Regions from separate parts of the Xenopus tropicalis genome. Here region 1 is linked to region 2. The links are chromatin contacts, called in public Hi-C maps. All regions are on one chromosome and are shown on one strand. The core of a region is the stretch at or near the end of the contact, and the rest is flanking DNA. Distances in the headings are between cores, read along the strand shown. Region 1 holds the start of LOC100485975. Region 2 holds the start of slc25a20 (solute carrier family 25 (carnitine/acylcarnitine translocase), member 20).

Region 1 (5,130 bases), core at 756-3,255, 130 kb after region 2:
AATCCAGTGGGCAGAGAGAAGTGCCTTACCGCTCCTACCTTGCATCTCCGAATGATGCACAAGCTAAGGGTGGGAGGGAAGGATGCCTTCATACCTCCCCCATCTGCCCCTTTTGACTCTAACATGGTATAATGCCTGCCCCACTAAATTCAAAGAGCAGTTTGCAGGTGTCTGCAGTTTGAAACCAAGTATTTGCCTTCAATCACTACTCCAGCGGATACAAGTGCTTTATGCTCAAATCCAGTGCGTTCTGGTGGGGAGGGAACAGAGCAGCACGGCTGCCAGTAAGAGAAGAGCAGGGGTTCTATTTATCTATTTATGTCTCAACAGTGGTGCCAAATTTGTACTAATTTATAAATAAAATATAATTTCAACTACACTATCAGTGATGTAAAAGGCATAAAAAAGTATTTTTGCCCTATTTAAGTGTATATTTACATTTGCAGTATCTTCCATCTCCTTAAAGAACCCCACTTCCCAAACTGCACCACACATTTCCCCATACTGCCTGTTTGCCCATACTACAACAGGTTGGTGGCTTGATGTCTATTCCCCAGGCCTCTGAGCATCCACAGCTAAAGTCAGGACCAGATTGGATTTGTATGCTCTGGGGTTCTATTAGTGACAAAACAGTTGGCTCAATGTGGAAGCCACCAACCCAGCTACACTTGCCTGCCTTTTATTTAAAGGTACAGGCAAATGGGGCAGGATGAAGGAGTGCGGGGAGTGTGATTTGGAAGTGGGGTCCCTGTTGGGGAGATGTAGAATATAAATATATGTATATATAGCAGTGAAATTAAGACTATCTACCCCAGACTGATGCTAAGTTGCATGGTGTAAAGGTCTGAATGGCTGATAATGAGAAAAGGCTTAAGGTGCCCATAGACAGATTCACTCATATGGCGAGGTCGCCAAACAAGCAGCTCTATCCCCAATATGCCCACTTTGAAGTTTTGGATTTATTGATCAGATCGCATTAATGGGATACAGGCCTTTGGGATAAGGATTGCATCAACGTGCCAATGCACTCCTCACCCTGACAGGATTTTTAAATCTGCCCAAACATTATCTGGCTGACTCAGACCATCAGCTTGTATCGCCCTGTGTATGGCCCCCATTAGAGAAGAGAAGGGAGGGAGCAGATTTGATGGAGAAACCATAATATACCGAGGCCCCCTTAGAGCTCAGAAGGGAGGCATTATATGAGGGCCCAACCTGAATTGGATGGTGCAAGAATAGAAGGGCACATTAGGAATCATTTTATTGCATATTAGATTATAGAGAGTATTGAATGGCCTCCTAAATATCCTTTCATTTTCTATTTGTCAGACCTGGAAGACCCTTGCTTTACAGTTTCTGCTCATCAGTGTGGGATTAACAGCCTCCACATTCAGGAGACCAAGGATGGACATTATCTGGTGGCCAGTGGAGGAGATGACAACTCCATTCATATCTGCCAATTGACTGTGAACAACACAACCTGTGAAACAGATAACAGAACCAGCATTCAGCTTCTCAAAGTATTTACTGTCCCCTCTGCTCATGCCGCCCATGTCACCGGGCTTCGTTTTCTTAGAGAAGATTTACTGGCCTCTGTCTCTGTAGATCAGCGGCTGTCTCTGTGGCACCTTAGGAAGGATGGAGGTCTGCATCCCAGAGGCACCAAGTTCTGCCACGTGGCAGATGTGTCCGAATTAGATTGCTGGGAAAATGTTGCAACGGGAGGACATTACGGTGTCCTTTGCGGTCAAGGACTGGAAATTATGTGTATACCAAGCAAAGTCCCAGAATTGGACCAGGAAGGGTGAAAATTCAGAAACCCATGGGATCAGAAAAAAAGAACACAGCTGTTAATTTATATTTTTTTTAAATTTTCATACGCAAAAAAATTAAAATAAATCAATTTCTATGGTTTATATGATGTCTCTTTCCTCTTTCTGAGCTGACCTTTCACTTGCCTGTGTGTCCTGTTGCACATACAACTGTAACAGATACCTGGGAGTTTATTTGCCGCCTTCTGATCTCTTTACAGCTTTTATAATGAATACAAATGGGCCGCGCCATCCTATTCCTGAATTATTAACTATTTTTCACCCTTGACGGGTTGACATACTCCTACCTGTATGAATATTTAATTTCAATTTCTTTCTGGATTCTAGGCATGCCACTGGGAGAGTCTGGCACGTGGTCAAACAGCGTGAATAGTGAACATGCTCTTACCTTGATCATTTGGGATCTTGGGAGCATGGAGAGAGCACGGAACAGAAGGTATGCTTGCTTCCTTCAAGGAAGGACGTTTAGAGTACAGGACAGTCCATCGTGCATCATGTGCGGGTTACCCAAAGGAAAGGGTGAAGGAAGAGCAGAACTGACATACAGGGGGCTGCTGTCTGTGTTCTTACCATGCCATGACAGTGTTGCCAATTGGAGAGCTTTTTTAAATAGAACTCAGCCAGACCAGCTCCCCTCCTTGAGCTATGTATGGATTGGGCCAGTTATATAAGCACCTCCTCAGCAGGCCACTGTCAAGGCAAGGTAAGAACTGGAGCTCCTTGTGCAGGAGACTAGAGTAGTTATTGAGGCAAACAGTCTGGCTTTATTATTGGCTGTTTATTATGGATTTCTGCTGCATCAAGAGATTCAGTGCAATTTTTTTAATGGGCAGCATTGCCCACTGATGTGTATCGTACAGTCAGGGAGACTGTGCTTAGAAGCAACAGAAAGGGCAGGGATAATACATGAGGTATCTTGCAAATAGTCTATGGTTATGTTGTACATGTATCATATGAGCCCTGCAGCTAAAGGGCATGTTGCTCCAGTGTTTGAGCGCAAGATACATAAACAGTTATCTTAAAGGGGTGGTTCACCTTTAAGTTAACTCTAAGTTTTATATTATAGCAAGGCCAGTTCTAAGCAACTTTTAAATTGGTCATCGTTATTTATTTTAAATAGTTTATGAATTATTTGCCTTCTTCTTCTAACTTTTTGCAGCTTTTTTAAATGGGGGTCACTGACCCCAAAAATACAATTGCTCTGTGAGGCTACAATTTTATTGTTATTGTTATATTTTACTACTTATTTTTCTATTCAGGCCCTCTTCTATTTATATACCAGTCTCTCATTCAAACCGCTCCCTGGTTGCTAGGGTAATAAGTGCAAAAAAAAAAAATGGGGGTTTGCACCCTGCCCTGCAACTTCTATGCATATTGTCTGCAGTGTGAAACTCCATGGGGTCTCTCCCATGTAAATAAGTTCTGTGCATAACTGAAGTTATGGCTTCATACATTACCTTGCTTAAGATAATGTCAAATAACCCGTATGTATTAATAGTATGGGTTTTTCCTTTCATTCGTGTGGTTTGGTGTAACTGTATGGGTAGACTGACTGCCTGCATCGGGCTGTGAGAAATATGATCTGGTGCCATGTATATATTTATATAAGTTTGAATTCAAGTCATACATTGCTGGAAGTCATGATCCCTAATTGTATTACCTTGGAAATTAAGGCATTTCTCTTTTCTTGTAGGTCTCATCTGTAAGCATTTTATTTTCTTATTCTTGTGTCCAGATTGTGCCTTTAAAGGTTATAAACACACAGAGTGGCCGCCTCCATCCTAAAATTATTCAGCTGTGGATTTGCCTGTAGAAGGGCCCCTGGTGTTACCACTATTTCAAAATACCATCAGCACCTAAGCCAGATGAGAGATGGTGATCAAGTGAGCATGGTAAGTCTGCCCCCTAGAGGAAATCATGGATGGGACAGCTATAGATTTCTACGCAGAAATCAATTCTAAAGGTGCCTGCTGTATTGGGTTTCAATTTAAATATTACAGCTCACATAAAGATCTGGAATGTTAACCCACTGCGCCAGGTTTGGCAGCGTTAAGGTCACTGAGACTGGCTCATAAAACAATAAGCAGGGGTGGGACTATGTATATGTGTGTATAAACATAAATATCCAAAATTTCGACAGGACCTTTCTCAAGGATAAAACAACAATGTTCAAACCAACCTCAAATACACTCACAAGACAAACAAAGTGGAAATGTGTCCAATGCCCATCAATAGACCATTATGCAATTATCCAATCATAGCGTGAATGTGCAATTTCAAATGGGCCAATCTCTGACCATCATAAGTGCATATATATCATAAATTATTAAAAAATTATTACATATATACTAAAACATGTACTAAATTTGGCTGTGCACCCTGCAAGATAAAAAAACTTTTTGCATTGGAGTGCAGATACTGAAATCAGAAATGAATGCCGCACTCACAGGACTTAGTGAAAAAAGTAAAAGGTTTTTTTTATTCCAAACGTTCATCTAACGTTTCGGTTGTCTCCACAGCCTTTTTCAAGGAGGAAGGAGTGGGTTTGTTGTGCCATGTGTGATGGACCCCTGTATATCTGAAAATATGAGCTCAGTTTTAATCAATAATGTGGTTTTATATATCTCTTACCTTTTTGCGCAGGTTACAGTACTCATTTTGTTCCACATGAGTGCAATGAACATGATGGATGAACATACGGTTACCTGTTGTTTTAATCATGAAAAATCAGTTTTTTTCTTATTTCTTAAGCTAAACAGGGAAACTGAAGCTACTCCATGTTTGGTCCTATCAAGGTAGATATTTAGAATGCACAAGAACCAAACATGGAGTTGCTTCAATTTCCCAGGGCTTCCAGTTGTACCTTATGTTTCCCTATGCCCCCCAGGCTTACCTGCAAGCTAAACTGATACTGACAGTAAAAAAAACTACTCTTTGAAATAGGGAGTTACCTATAGGTCATGGTAATTGTTTTTCGCTGATAAGGCTGCTTATGTAAGTAATTGTTACTTGAAGTTCCTGAACCTGACTGTTTTGCCAACCTGACTGTCACTTCTCAGCCTGTCAGTTACAGCTTCTAATGCTAATGGCCTCCTGCTGCACAAATATGGCTGCCACTCATAGAGGAACATGGGGGATCAGATAGGGAATGTAAAAGCAATGGGCGTGTACTTTTATGGCCAATGGCCTTGGTGCCCTTTTTTTTTACATTTTTAGATGTTGTGCAGCAGATATATGCAGAACACACAAAATATACTTGATAAATAGTGTTCACGTTCTTTTTCTATAAGGAAAACAT
Region 2 (4,952 bases), core at 1,779-4,278:
CTGGCAGGGGGCTCTCCTGTCACCCTTCTCCCTATCCTGGCAGGGGGCTCTCCTGTCACCCTTCTCCCTATCCTGGCAGGGGGCTCTCCTGTCACCCTTCTCCTTATCCTGGCAGGGGGCTCTCCTGTCACCCTTCTCCCTATCCTGGCAGGGGGGTCACCTGTCACCCTTCTCCCTATCCTGGCAGGGGGCTCTCCTGTCACCCTTCTCCCTATCCTGGCAGGGGGCTCTCCTGTCACCCTTCTCCCTATCCTGGCAGGGGGGTCACCTGTCACCCTTCTCCCTATCCTGGCAGGGGGCTCTCCTGTCGCCCTTCTCCCTATCCTGGCAGGGGGCTCTCCTGTCGCCCTTCTCCCTATCCTGGCAGGGGGCTCTCCTGTCGCCCTTCTCCCTATCCTGGCAGGGGGCTCTCCTGTCGCCCTTCTCCCTATCCTGGCAGGGGGGTCACCTGTCACCCTTCTCCCTATCCTGGCAGGGGGCTCTCCTGTCACCCTTCTCCCTATCCTGGCAGGGGGCTCTCCTGTCACCCTTCTCCCTATCCTGGCAGGGGGCTCTCCTGTCACCCTTCTCCCTATCCTGGCAGGGGGGTCACCTGTCACCCTTCTCCCTATCCTGGCAGGGGGCTCTCCTGTCAACCTTCTCCCTATCCTGGCAGGGGGTTCACCGGTCACCCTTCTCCCTATCCTGGCAGGGGGCTCTCCTGTCACCCTTCTCCCTATCCTGGCAGGGGGCTCTCCTGTCACCCTTCTCCCTATCCTGGCAGGGGGTTCACCGGTCACCCTTCTCCCTATCCTGGCAGGGGGCTCTCCTGTCGCCCTTCTCCCTATCCTGGCAGGGGGCTCTCCTGTCGCCCTTCTCCCTATCCTGGCAGGGGGCTCTCCTGTCGCCCTTCTCCCTATCCTGGCAGGGGGCTCTCCTGTCACCCTTCTCCCTATCCTGGCAGGGGGCTCTCCTGTCACCCTTCTCCCTATCCTGGCAGGGGGGTCACCTGTCACCCTTCTCCCTATCCTGGCAGGGGGCTCTCCTGTCAACCTTCTCCCTATCCTGGCAGGGGGTTCACCGGTCACCCTTCTCCCTATCCTGGCAGGGGGCTCTCCTGTCACCCTTCTCCCTATCCTGGCAGGGGGCTCTCCTGTCACCCTTCTCCCTATCCTGGCAGGGGGTTCACCGGTCACCCTTCTCCCTATCCTGGCAGGGGGCTCTCCTGTCGCCCTTCTCCCTATCCTGGCAGGGGGCTCTCCTGTCGCCCTTCTCCCTATCCTGGCAGGGGGCTCTCCTGTCGCCCTTCTCCCTATCCTGGCAGGGGGCTCTCCTGTCGCCCTTCTCCCTATCCTGGCAGGGGGCTCTCCTGTCGCCCTTCTCCCTATCCTGGCAGGGGGGTCACCTGTCGCCCTTCTCCCTATCCTGGCAGGGGGCTCTCCTGTCGCCCTTCTCCCTATCCTAGCAGGGGGCTCTCCTGTCGCCCTTCTCCCTATCCTGGCAGGGGGGTCACCTGTCGCCCTTCTCCCTATCCTGGCAGGGGGCTCTCCTGTCAGCCTTCTCCCTATCCTGGCAGGGGGGTCACCTGTCGCCCTTCTCCCTATCCTGGCAGGGGGCTCTCCTGTCAGCCTTCTCCCTATCCTGGCAGGGGGGTCACCTGTCGCCCTTCTCCCTATCCTGGCAGGGGGCTCTCCTGTCACCCTTCTCCCTATCCTGGCAGGGGGCTCTCCTGTCACCCTTCTCCCTATCCTGGCAGGGGGCTCTCCTGTCAGCCTTCTCCCTATCCTGGCAGGGGGGTCACCTGTCGCCCTTCTCCCTATCCTGGCAGGGGGCTCTCCTGTCGCCCTTCTCCCTATCCTGGCAGGGGGCTCTCCTGTCACCCTTCTCCCTATCCTGGCAGGGGGCTCTCCTGTCACCCTTCTCCCTATCCTGGCAGGGGGCTCTCCTGTCGCCCTTCTCCCTATCCTGGCAGGGGGCTCTCCTGTCGCCCTTCTCCCTATCCTGGCAGGGGGCTCTCCTGTCACCCTTCTCCCTATCCTGGCAGGGGGCTCTCCTGTCGCCCTTCTCCCTATCCTGGCAGGGGGCTCTCCTGTCGCCCTTCTCCCTATCCTGGCAGGGGGGTCACCTGTCGCCCTTCTCCCTATCCTGGCAGGGGGCTCTCCTGTCGCCCTTCTCCCTATCCTGGCAGGGGGCTCTCCTGTCGCCCTTCTCCCTATCCTGGCAGGGGGGTCACCTGTCGCCCTTCTCCCTATCCTGGCAGGGGGCTCTCCTGTCGCCCTTCTCCCTATCCTGGCAGGGGGCTCTCCTGTCGCCCTTCTCCCTATCCTGGCAGGGGGCTCTCCTGTCGCCCTTCTCCCTATCCTGGCAGGGGGCTCTCCTGTCACCCTTCTCCCTATCCTGGCAGGGGGCTCTCCTGTCGCCCTTCTCCCTATCCTGGCAGGGGGCTCTCCTGTCGCCCTTCTCCCTATCCTGGCAGGGGGCTCTCCTGTCGCCCTTCTCCCTATCCTGGCAGGGGGCTCTCCTGTCGCCCTTCTCCCTATCCTGGCAGGGGGCTCTCCTGTCGCCCTTCTCCCTATCCTGGCAGGGGGCTCTCCTGTCGCCCTTCTCCCTATCCTGGCAGGGGGCTCTCCTGTCACCCTTCTCCCTATCCTGGCAGGGGGCTCTCCTGTATTTCTTCCCATTCCCTGAGCAGCCCTTGCCACTTTTATCACTATATCAGGCTGATATTCTTCCCTATTGGCTTACGGACGCAGGGACATGGGTTACTAAACTACAACTCCCAGAACCCTCTAACATTAAGGTTTCAAAATCTCTGCTTCCGGCTACCGGCAGGTGCTGGGAGTTGCAGATAACAGCAGGAGGGTCCCCTGACAGATATTCCGAGTGACCCACCTCCGCTCCTCACCTTAATAGTGTCCAGCGGGTGCCCGGCAAACACCAGGCAGATCCCTCCGAACCCGCCGGCAAAGAAGTTCTTCATGGGACTAATAGGCTGCGGTTGCTTGGCCATCCTGAGTGCGGTGAGGGGGAAGGCCGGTATCCGCTGAGTGAAAGGCACCTCTCCGGTACGGGGCAAATACTACTACCCCGACCTTTGCCCTACTTCACCCTCCAACCCTGAGACGACCAATAGCAGCAAGAAACGAAGGAAGCTGATACTAGCCAATCATCGTGCCTCATTCGGCTAAACCACGCCCTCTTCTTTAAATTGACACAAATAACTCGCCTATCGCCGCTCACTAGAGCACAAGCCCCGCCTCAGCCCTGTATAGTGGCAATGCGGAAGCCTGAGGCGCCATGTGTGTAACTGGCAAGAGAGTTCATTCATTTGTGTTTACCCTAAATTATTGTATTTTATACACACACACGGTTATCCTGACTAATACTGAGCGTACGTAGGTGCTGAGCGGCCTCCCAAAGGAATCTCTGGCTACTTCTGTGTGAAACATTTAACTGTTTTTGTTTCTGTTGTGTGTGTGGAACCTGGCGCTCACATGATCATTTCTTAACCCATGTATCGAGCTTCCGCCCTCACAGTTTGAAGAAAATTTACTTTTCAGCTTATTTTCCAGTATTAACACCCCATGATTCATTAATAAACGTGATGCAATACCAATTACATTTACACATAACTTGAAAGCCAGAATACTTTCTATCTTCCCCTCCTGTATCGATTATTGATTATATGTTACTCTGTATGTCCAATGTATGAAACCCACTTATTGTACAGCGCTGCGGGATATGTTGGCACTTTATAAATAAATGTTAATAATAATAATATCGTTAGGCAGCATTTTATTTTTGGGCTTCCATCCCCTTTCCTTGCCCACTGGGACGTGCATATACACAATACAGAGCTTTCCTGGGTTGGACTGGGATGGCAGGGCACCAGGAAAATACCCAGTTGGCAGGGTCGGACTGGGCCGCTGGGACACCGGGAAAATACCCAGTGGGCCCCAGCCCTGGGGGGCCCCAATGGCCCAGACCTGACCCTATTGCTGCTTTCTCTGACCTCCGATGTCCTCCCCTGAGGACAGGGGCCCCTGGGGGGGGGAGGTTTTAGGGGTGCGTGGCGGGGCCCCTGTGGGGGGAGTTTAGGGGTGCGCGACAGGGGCCCCTGGGGGGGGTTCAGGGGTGCACGATGGGGGCCCCTGTGGGGGGGTTTAGGGGTGCGCAGCGGGGGCCCCCGTACGCACGAGCGCAACCTTATAAAAGGGCCTGTTGCCGCCATACAAGGAGCAGAATAAGAAGCAGGAGCCACAAGAAGAGACGGGGCCGGAGCGCTCGGCTGCAGCCAGCACATCCCGCTGGCCTGGATAGTTTAATGAATGTTCTGCATTTCCATAATGCGTGTCCAGTTGGCACCGGACACCCCAGTCCTACACTGGAGCTGTCTGTCATGAAGAAGATAATGATCCAGTCCTGTTTTTTTTAGGCCTGAATTGCTATCTAATAACATGAAATACGGTCTCAAAAAGGTCTGGAATGGAGCTGATGTATCAAGCGCAGCCCTATATACTGCACATCATGCTTTTCGTATCCAGCGGTTTCCATTGTGTTGCAGATTGGCTCTTGGGCAATTTCTAGATGGAATATATTTTATAGAGAGGAGGAAGAGGAGAGGTGAAACTTGGGACAGAAATGGACCTTTAGGCAAGGTAAAAATGGGGCATAAAAGATCATGGGTACTGGGAGGAGATATGGTGTTTTGCTTATAGCCATAATTAGATAAATATACTATATAGTTATTGTTTCATATAGCATGGTGACTTGGTAAATCATAATTTTATGAATCTTAATTCCCAATTATACTGTCATCCTAACCTACAGTTCTGCCCAAACCCTCTATCCCCCTAGCCTACAGTTCTGCCCAAACCCTCTATCCCCCTAGCCTACAGTTCTGCCCAAACCCTCTATCCGCCTAACCTACAGTTCTGCCCAAACCCTCTATCCCCCTAGCCTACAGTTCTGCC

Evidence for each region. Hi-C and Micro-C count contacts between places; a contact is called where the count stands out from the background.
Region 1: a Hi-C map of neurula embryo shows a contact between it and region 2, with 2.6 times the contacts expected there. The contact joins the promoter of LOC100485975 here to the promoter of slc25a20 in region 2. A contact is called at or near these places in 2 of 5 Hi-C or Micro-C datasets (brain and neurula embryo).

What each region holds. Positions count from the first base shown.
Region 1 is chr4:136,682,355-136,687,484 of UCB_Xtro_10.0, forward strand. It overlaps LOC100485975, which reads left to right and starts at 2,006. Exons shown (of 4, transcript XM_002933056.5): 1 at 2,006-2,268; 2 at 3,568-3,724. The coding sequence starts at 3,698. wdr6 (WD repeat-containing protein 6) reads left to right here. Exons shown (of 7, transcript XM_002933076.5): 7 at 1,330-1,914. The coding sequence ends at 1,808.
Region 2 is chr4:136,550,141-136,555,092 of UCB_Xtro_10.0, forward strand. It overlaps slc25a20 (solute carrier family 25 (carnitine/acylcarnitine translocase), member 20), which reads right to left and starts at 3,029. Exons shown (of 9, transcript NM_203768.1): 1 at 2,885-3,029. The coding sequence starts at 2,989.